Regions from separate parts of the Mus musculus genome. Here region 1 is linked to region 2. Evidence: chromatin contacts called from public Micro-C data. All regions are on one chromosome and are shown on one strand. The core of a region is the stretch at or near the end of the contact, and the rest is flanking DNA. Distances in the headings are between cores, read along the strand shown.

Region 1 (4,986 bases), core at 346-2,845, 280 kb before region 2:
GTGGCTCCAAGCCTGTGATTGTGGCTTATAAACTTCTGTTTTCTTGAGAAGATGGTTGCCTGTGGCTGGCCAGTGTACCAGCTTTCTCAATATCTCTCTTTCTTCTTCTTCTTCTTCTTCTTCTTCTTCTTCTTCTTCTTCTTCTTCTTCTTCTTCCTCTTCTTTCTCTCTGTATTTTTTGATTGGTCTGCAGAGAAATGGGCTTACTTCGTGGTGACATTTGTATACAACATGGCTCTAAAACTTGCTTATTTTCCCCTCCACCGTCCTCCCCATCCCCCAACCTCCCGTCTCACTTTGCTTTCTACAGGGCTACTGTCTGTTGGATCTGACCAGTTTCTGATCCTCCCCCAGGACAGCTTCTACTTTCCAGTTCTGTCCTACTTAACAACCACATTTTGTCCTTTTGTCAAAACCCAGGGACTAAGGGAACCTTTCCCCTCCCTTTGGCTAAGATATCCGATCTAACCACCTCCCCACAGAGAACACGTGGATCCCTTTCCCTCGGCCTTTTTCAAGGACAGCTAACATGTCTACTCTAGCCTAGAGAAAATATTTATTTAAAACCCTGTACTCACATGCCCCGTGGCTTCTCGTTACTATTACCTGCTCCCATGTTCTAGTGGGTTTGTTTTTTTCTTTAATGTTTTCTCAGAATAGACACAAGAGCCTTATTTTTTTCCGGAGAGGACCTGCAGGGGTGAGTCTCATAGTGGTGCCTTCTAGGTCCTATGTCTCTGTAAGACATTCAGTGTTCAGTATGGTCTGCTGCTGGACTCAGGTTTCTGCGTTGCCACCTCTCCTATAGCTTCAGTTGTATCCTTACAAAAGCATGAAAAAATATTCTGTAAGAGAAATAATAAGTGGGGGATGTCAAGAATGACTCCTGCTGCCAGGCCTGATGACCTGAGTTGGATTCCCAGGGTCCACATAATGGAAGCCAAGACTGACTCCTCAAAGTTGTCTTCTGACTTCCACGCGCCAAACTGTCTCTCGTGACCACCCCCTCCAATAAATAAAATGTAATAAAGAAGAAATGTAAATGTTTGAATTAACGGAAAGCAATTTCTCTGACCCTCTCCTTGCTGTATATATGGACTAAAATATGTAGCATTCTGTGTTAATTTAAAAAAAAAATGAAGAGCGCAGCATTAAAAAAAAATCCAGATACAATTGTCTCCAATTTTCAGTGTTAGCTTTTGGTTATTTGAAACTTGAACACACTCCAGTTTACTGGCGTGCATTGTGCTCTTTAAGGTTAAGACTCTGGGTTGGGCAACCTGCAGCTTGGATAACAAGATGTCTTTTCCCCCTAGGTCCTTCCTCCAGCTTTTAAACAAGGAGCGTGGAGACAACTTGCGCAGTTGCTCGCTTCCTACCGGGAAGGAGGGAATTCGAGACTCGTCCGGGACTAGAGGGAGGAGACCTGGCAGTGGCTCCGATTTCCTCCCGCCACTCCGGAACCCTGGCCGGGAGCCGCAGAGACTAGGAAACCAGGGAGGCGCCACTGGAGCCTCGGGGAGGGTGGAGGGCGTGGCTTCGGGGGTGGGCGGGACCGCGGCTGGTGGGCAGGGTCTAGCCGGGGCGGGGCCACGGCAGGCAGCGCGGGGTGAGCCCGGCGAGCTGTGGTCTCCGCGCTCCGGGGCTCGGCAGGCGCTCCCGCTTCTGTCTCCGCGCGCAGTTCCCGCCGCCTCCTTCCAAGCGGGCTCGGCCCGGTGCGGCCGGCTGCTGGGGCGATGTGAACCGGGACCCGCAGGCGCGGCAGGTTCGCCGCGATGTGGCTCAAGCCCGAGGAGGTGCTGCTCAAGAACGCGCTGAAGCTCTGGGTGACCCAGAAGAGCAGCTGCTACTTCGTCTTGCAGCGGCGCCGCGGGCACGGCGAGGGGGGCGGCCGCCTCACCGGTAAGGGGCGCGCGCGGCGGCCCGGCCCGGCCTCTGTCCCTGCCGCCCGGCCGCGTCGCAGGTGGTGTCTCGGTGGCAGCCGACGAGGCCAGGACGGCCCTGCCTATGGCTTGTTTTCCTTTTTCCTGCGTTTCTCACGCGAGCTCCGGTCGGGCTTGGAGCTCAGGGACCCACGGGCCGAGAGAGGCAGGTGCATCTGGTGTGACCTGGCTCGCGAACGCTGGAGACGCAGCTTCTAGAGCTTGCCCCAAGGCAGCGAGATCGGGGCGCCCTAGGGCCCCGCCAGGTGACAGAAGGGTGCGCCCAGGCAGGCCCGGACTTGGCCATCTGGACGCAGCTGTGGCTCCAGGTGGTGTTGCAGCTGCGGACTTCAGGCCAGATCATCGGGAGGTTCTAGAGATCCAGGACTTTCTGGCCCAGGAGGCGGGGGCTGTCTTCGCTTCGAGGGGAAACTGAGGCACTATAGTTGCGTAGCGAAGTTAAGCATGCCGCTTTTGTTTCTCCTTTCAATGTCTTCTGTGGAACGATAGGACAAAAATACGATAGGCTTTGAAGTTGTCTCCAAGCAAGGCATTTTCCCCTTCTAAAAGTTATGGCTCAAAGCTGTTAAGAGATTGGGATCAGCTCGCGTTATTAGCTAGAGCACCTGCTCAATCAGGGAAGGGGAATTGTCGTGTTTTGCCTAGGGGGTTGGAATGATTCCTTTGGTTAAGGAGCCACCTCTGGTAAAAGGGACTTCAGATGATGGTCCTTTCATAACCTTCTACTGAATGTCGCTGAGGGGGTCAACAGACCTAAACGGTGCGCTCGGGTTAATTGCTGGTGACTGTCTGCACCTGGGCCAGTCTGGAGACGGCCCTTTGGGAGCAGAGTCTGGTTGGAGAAATGAGGAATATGCTTCTACCTAAAATCATGTATTTTAGCTTCAGGAAAAGCTAGCAGGTGTAGGGTGGGGTCAGGGTCCACGATGACAACCGAGACTCTCCTGAGAATTCAGTAGTGGGTAGGAGACCACAGGATTCTGGTTGAAAGGGTTAGTAGACAGTGGAACGTTCTGGGCAGCTGAGTGGCCACGAACCCCCCTGAACAGGGACAACTTGTGCAGCAGGTGGGCTTCGTGGGGGTGGGGGGAGAGTTACAGTAGAAGGAAGGGGGCCTTTGAGCCCTTTGTGAGGCCCTGGGTAGCACCATGGAATTTAGTGTTGGACTGGAGAACAAGAACTTGGTAGCATCCTGCAAAGCTCAGTAGAGGCCAAGTGGCCTGAGAGGGCTGTGTATGTACAACACTGGAGACGGTGGCTTAATTGATGGTGGATTAAGTAGAGTATCTGGTGTATTAGTCATCTGTTGCAGAGGGTGACGGTAGGACAGGAGACTTGTAAACTGGGAAATAGGGAAACAGTTTGTCCCCCCCAGACACTTTTGCTGCTGCCCACCCACCCACTTAATCCACTGAGCCTCTGGGGTGTTTGATGGGCTTACTGCCTTGGGAAGGAATCAGTGGGACAGGTAAGTCAGGGCCTGCAGTCTTCAGATTATTCTCCATCCAGCAGGATCCAGATGTGGAGGGCGGAGCTGCCTATCAGTGCTTCGTGAGCTTCAGAGAGTTTATGACTCAGATGTACAGAGATCATTTGTATACGAGTTCAGTGGTGTGTTGTGATAGCCATGGCTTTGGACTTCTCTGGTGTTTCCTTTGTCTCCATCCTGTGAATATGTGGAAACTTCTCTCTTCTCTTGGAGACACAGGTTACAATGTATAATCCAGGCTGGCCACAAATTCTTGTTCCTGTTGCCACAGGCACATGCCACCATGCAAAAAGAGAAATGGAAACAAGGAGAAAGCCTATGGAGAGAAGATACTTTGTTTCTTAGATGCCCTTTGCAGTGTGACTGTTGACCTTTGAACATTTATTGAGCAACCCCACTTCGGGTACTCCCCTTGAGCTGGTCTCCACTCAGCCACACAGGACTGCCACCCAGCAGCTCTGGTCTGGCAATTGTTGGAAAATATGGAAATGCAGTGGGCAGATAATAGCAGTGTGAGAGTTTATGGATGATATTATGTTTAAAGGAAATAATAGGGGCTGAAATGATGAGAGTTGAGGCTGGTTCTAGACTTCTTTTTGCAGAGAAACCAGTAGACTGGTGAACAGGTCAGAGATAAAGAAGAGGGCACAGTAATCTTTTCCTCATATTGTTATGCTAAATTTGTTATTAGATAGTAGGAGTTTAGGCATACAAAAATCCAAAGGTTAAAATAATTTGGATTGCCCATTTTCACAAGCACAAATTTTTTCTGATGAGGGTTATAGTATACCCTCCTGCCTGCTCATTCTCTCTCTCTCTCTCTCTCTCTCTCTCTCTCTCTCTCTCATCCTTCCCTCCCTCTCCCCCCTTCTCCCCTTATACATGCCTCCATTTTTTTCTCCCTAAATTTCTGATTCTCTGACTTAGTTTTAACTTTTGTACTGCTGTGACCAAACACCAGCTGACCAAAGAATGCATTTATTGGGGGCTTTGTCGTTTCAGAGGCTGAGTCCATGACCATCATGGTGGGAGCAAGCAGACAGACATGAGGCAGACATGGCGCTGGAGCAGAGCTCTCATGATGAGATAACTACCTGAGGCAGAGAGGTCGGGGGTGTGTGTGTGTGGGGGGAGACAGAGACAGAGAAACACACAGAGAGAGAGGGGGGGGGGAGGAAAAACTGGGAATGGCTTGAGCTTTCAAAACCTCAAAGCCCTCTCCTAGCGATAAACCTCTTCACCTTTTAATCCTTCCCAAACAGTTCCACCAACTGGCGACCAGGATTTCAAATATACTAGACTGTGGGGGCCGTTTTTATTCAAACCACATTACATTCTCTCATGTAATATGCTTATGTTTCCTCTAGATGTTTTTTTTTTCTTAAAGCATATATATGTGTGTGTGTGTGTGTGTGTGTGTGTATGTATGTATGTATATATATATATATATATATATATATATATATAAAACTGAAGTTACTGATTGCTGTGAGCTGCCATGTGGGTGCTGGGAATCGAACCTGGGTCTTTTGGAAGAACAACCCAGTGCTCTTC
Region 2 (4,891 bases), core at 712-3,211:
GATCAACCAGAACAGCCTGTGGAAAGTTCACAGTGGCTCTTGGCATCCAGGACAAAGCACACGTGTTCTTGTTTTAAAAATGCATGAAGATTTAGCCCTTTGGCTTCTGAGGATTTACTATAAGGAAAATTCTGGACACACACACACACACACACACACACACACACATAGATCATATACCCAGAATGTATGAGAGAAACCTACGTATTAATTTAGCCTGAAGACATTGGCACTTGAGAAGTAGCTACTAATATAGGTTATCAAGATCTAAGACAGACGCTCCCAAAAGATGGATTTAAATTGTGATTTGTTTTTACTGATTTCATTGTTTTTTACATTTTTATTACAAAGCAGCCAGAAACATAAAGCAGAGACCAAATTGTTACAAACAACTAGGTAAGTTAAAAAAAAAAAAACACCAATTGTTTTCTATATAAAGGTCATCTCTTCAGCTACCATGTGAACATCTATCATACCAGGAAATTTTCCTCTCAACACACTCATTGCAATTGTCTCACTCCATTCTCCAGGCATGTTTAACCCTTGGGCGTGTGTTGTAACATTTTATTAATAATGTGCTTTCTCTAGAGTATATCCTCTCCTACCCCTCAAGATGTAACTCTAGGGAGTAGTTGGAATAAAAACCTTTTCCACATCTGCACAGCGGGATGACCTCCAAATAAATAGAGGTACGGGTTTCTGAGGGGAAATGGCAAAAGAGTAGACTGCTGGGAAACACCAGTACCTCAACTGGTTCATATCTGTCAGTAACGAAAAATTTGCTTTGTAAAATAGTGGCCCAGATCGCAATATCTCTTTTAAAAACAGGATTATATTTATTTAGGGGCTATTTAAAAAGAGATTGGAGGTTATTTCTGGCAACGTTTTCCTTCAGAGAAATTTTAGCAGCAGGAAGGAAGATCAAGCCAGTATTTGCTCTTGAGTCTGAAGGGTGCCTTCCAGGGCTGGCCGTTTTTCATGCAAGCCATAATTAGTTGGCCAGTTCGCTGGATGGGGACTTCTCTGTGAAGAGAGAGACAGGAAGGTGTTGACAGAGCTGAGTCCTGCCAGGAACTGCTTCAGGACTAACTACCTGGAAAGTCCAAATGGGAAATCCCTCCTATAAAAGAAAACCCTATTAAGGATAATAGAGTTCTAGTGATTGAGACAGACTAGCTGTCTCCGCCGACGCAGTTAATAACGACTCAATATTCACCTGTAAAGAAGCAAGCTAACCGCGAACTAGGGGCGGATCCTAACGCAATGGATAGAGAAAAAAAAACCCTAAGCTGGGGCCTCTAGGACCCTTGCAACACCTGTTGAACGCTACAGCCTACAACTTTACGAACTAAAGACTCCCGGATTTAACCTTAGGAGATTCTAGAGTCGGTGGAAATGCGCGTGTATGCTTAAGGTTTCCATCTTGCCTTGTCAACAAAACTGGTTACTAATTATTTATGAACCACAGAGCCGAAAACAAACTTTCTTACCTTAAGCAGTTAAGGAGAGGCGGGCAGAGGGGGGAGGCTGGCTTTGAATTGAGCCTCTTGGTACCTGTCCCTGCCCCCTGCTTCCCACCCTAAGTGGCTTTTTAGAAAAGTCAAGGTCGCACCCCTCCTCTACTTGGGGAGGGGGCACACCTCCCACTAAAACAATGTTGTAGCATCCAACCCGGGGAGTCCCAGGAGCGCAGAGCTGTCTAAGCACAAAGACTGGGCTTTCAGTCCAGCCCTAAGCCAAGTCAGACCCAGGAACGTAGTGACACAAGGGCCCGGCCAGGCAACCACACTCTCCAGGCGTCCCGGGCTCCCTACGCTTCGGGATGCCTGCGGTGGGGCTCTGGAAGGGCAGCGGGCAATCTTGAAAGCTTCTGTCCGGGCACGCAGTACCCCTCTAGCACCCTCGGAGGACCCCCGAATCCCGATGTTTGGGGTGCCTAGTCCTCTCTCTTGGCGAGCAGCTCCGGGAGCCCACCGTCTGTCTGGCTGCAGCGGTTGGCAGGACCCGAAGCCCAGGGCGGCAGGACCCGGAGTGCGCAGGACTCACCTCCCCGCGCCCCAACCCCCGGGTGCCTGCGCTGCGCAGCCTCGCGCGGTGTCGCGCCCGAGCGTCCCTCCCTGCCCCGCGCGTCCCCAGCGCTAGCGAGCAGGTGACCAGAGCCGCGAGCCACGCGCACGTATTCCCACCCGAGATCGTGCGTCCCCAAGCGCGGTGGCCTCTTACCTCCGAGCGGGCCGGGGCGGCCCCGCCAGGCCGGGCACCGACTGGGCCGGGGAGACGCGCCTCCCGCCGCCGCGGGGAGCCGGGGCGGCAGGCGGGCTCGGGGAGCTTCTCCCGGGCGGCGGCGGGAGGCGCTGCTCTCGCCGCTGCCGCCGGGGTCTCGGGGCTCCGCGGCCGCTGCGCGGGTCCCTCGGGTCCTGCGGAAAAGCCCGCCGCTCGCGCCGCAAACTCTTGGGCGCGTAGAGCTGGGGACCGCCGCCACCTCCCCGCCCCGCTGCCGCCTCCTCCTCCTCCCTCTTCTCTTTCTCCTCCTCCTCCCGCTCCCCTTCCTCCTCCTCCTCCTCCTCTTCCTCTTAAGCCTCCAGGCTCCGGCGGCTACCCGCTCCCCCCACCCCCCTACGGTCCAAACCCAGTGTGAGCCGCGCACTCAGCGCGTGCCGCAGGGACGCGGACCCTGCGACCCCCCGGCGACTCTCGGCGGGGCAGACACCGGTGCGCCCCCAGGGCCTCTGCGAGTCCTGCGGGGCTGCTTGGGGAGGGGGGTGTGGGGGTATCGACGTGGGGGTCCGGCCAGTCTGGTCCGGACTGGGCGCGGTGGAAGGGGGAGACTGTGCTTAGTGCGGAACCTGGAAGAGGGGAGGCGAGCTTGACATTTGAGGAGCTGCCGGCCAGGGTCCTGCTAAAGTTGTCACTAGGGGGGTAGCAAAGAATCCGTGCCCCGGGTAAATGGGAATCATCTCAGTGCCCACTGCCACTGTGCTGTCACGGGGTGGGGGTGTTTGCTAGAATGTGATTGTCTTGTCCCCCTCGCCCACGCCGACCTCTAAGGGCAGGCCTCTGCGCTTCCGTGACTCAGGTTACTGGGGACGTGGGTGGGTGAGGGAACACCAGGTGAGAAGAAGGGTCCTGGGATGTGAGAGTGAACGCTGTTCGTGGAATATAGCAGCGGTTGCTAGGGAGGAACGCTCGGTGCCTCCTCCAGGGCGAGCTTAACTGGTCAGGAAAATGGGTCAAGGATCGGCAAGAACCCGCTAAATGTCCCCTTGTAACCCCAGGGCCACAGGTCGGGGGCTGCGGCCAGGAGGCGCCCTAGGAGCAGCGCCGGGCCTCTCCCTCCCCGCCCCCACTGCCCTCTCTCCTTTTGCACCAGTGCAGGAAATGTTCCACTGACCTACATATTTTTCCAAACATACGTGACCTTTTTTTTTTTTCCTGTGGGAGGAGACAGGCGAGAATCCAAGAAAAAGAGAAGCTGTAGAGAGCGGCGCGCGCAAGAACACAGGGAGCCCTTTTCCCAAGCTTCTGCAAACCCCTAGCCAAGACAGATGTGCAGACGGGGTACGGGGAACCAGGCCTGCTGTTAGACTCGCTGAGGGGGTTCTGAGCGCGAATGGGGTGATGGGGAGATTGCTAGCCCCGCGGAAGAGCTCAGGGGTGGCGTGTTTCACCCAAACCCACAACAACCCTCTACTGGCGTCCAGAGATCACGGCAGGCAGGCAGGCAGGCACCTGGCTAGACCAGCCGGAAGAGGGGAGCCACGTCCCCGCGCCAGGTGCACAAAGGCCACCTGCTTTCTGACACCCTTTGAGTTCAATTCCTGGGGCAGAGCTCTGTCTTGGCAGCTCTCTTTGGGTCATTCTACATCTCACATTCCAGCAAGTGGCCTGGACAAGGAAAACGCCCCCATTGGCTCCTGGCTACCTATCACCCTCCCCCTCCCTCTTTCTCCCCCTTCCTCTCCCCCTCCCTCTCCCTCTCCTCCCTCTTCCTCTTCCTCCCCCTCTCCCTCTTCCTCTCCCTTCCCCTCCCTTTCCCTCTCCTCCCTTTCCCTCTCCCCCTCTCCCCTCCCCGTGTGCGTGTGTGTGTGTGTGTGTGTGTGTGTGTGTGTGTGTGTGTGTGTGTCCAGAAGGGGTCTCCGGAGCTTCTGAGGCTTCAGTTCCAAGAGCTAGCCTTAGTCCTGGCTCATGGTGTTCTGGGGCCTGGATTTCTCCTCTCCAGTGCAAACTGGACCTGCACCAGAGGGGCCTTATTTGGACATGCAACCCTACCCAGTCAATTAGATGAAAACACTCACACAGAGGTCCTCCCCTCCCCAGTAAAGTAGGTCATTCTCTTTATTTCCCATTTGTATTATTTTTGTCTAATTCTCCTTCTGAGAAAATAAGCACGTGCACAGAACTCCGAGCATCCTACAAACCCTGCCGTCCTCAGGCTTGTTTCTGACTCAAAGGCTTTTGAGGAAAGAGAAAGTTGACTGACCCCTTGTTAGTTTGGAGTTCCCCTTTCCAGCTAGAGGAGGGAAGTATTTTATTTTCCTTTACTTTTCTCTCTGTTCTTCTGTCCTTTTCCTTTAAGCAAGCAGCCTTTTACTGTGCCTTTAAACAGTGGCTATGACTAATATCCAATAAAGATGAAATTGTGTTTCTAACCAGATTTAATATAGAATTTAGAACTCTCTCTCTCTCTCTTCCTTCCTTTTCTTTCTTTTTTCTTTCTTGTTTTAAAATTTTCTTTGAAAGAGATTCCAACTCCCTCTGGCAGCTTGAAAACCCATTGGGATCTCTTTTAAGAAACTTGACATGGCCTAATTACACAAGTCTGCAGTGTAACAAGTGCTTGAGCTGTCCTGTTCTTATTGGTTGTGAGGAGCCTTCCTGCTTTCTTCCTGTT

Evidence for each region. Hi-C and Micro-C count contacts between places; a contact is called where the count stands out from the background.
Region 1: a Micro-C map of embryonic stem cells shows a contact between it and region 2, with 4 times the contacts expected there. The contact joins the promoter of Tbc1d8 here to the promoter of Npas2 in region 2. A contact is called at or near these places in 1 of 39 promoter capture datasets (embryonic stem cells), 3 of 484 Hi-C or Micro-C datasets (all in embryonic stem cells) and 2 of 9 other capture datasets (adipose tissue and embryonic stem cells).

What each region holds. Positions count from the first base shown.
Region 1 is chr1:39,475,356-39,480,341 of GRCm38.p6, reverse strand. It overlaps Tbc1d8 (TBC1 domain family, member 8), which reads left to right and starts at 1,595. Exons shown (of 20, transcript NM_018775.4): 1 at 1,595-1,902. The coding sequence starts at 1,776.
Region 2 is chr1:39,191,342-39,196,232 of GRCm38.p6, reverse strand. Npas2 (neuronal PAS domain protein 2) reads right to left here and starts at 1,961. Exons shown (of 21, transcript NM_008719.2): 1 at 1,491-1,961.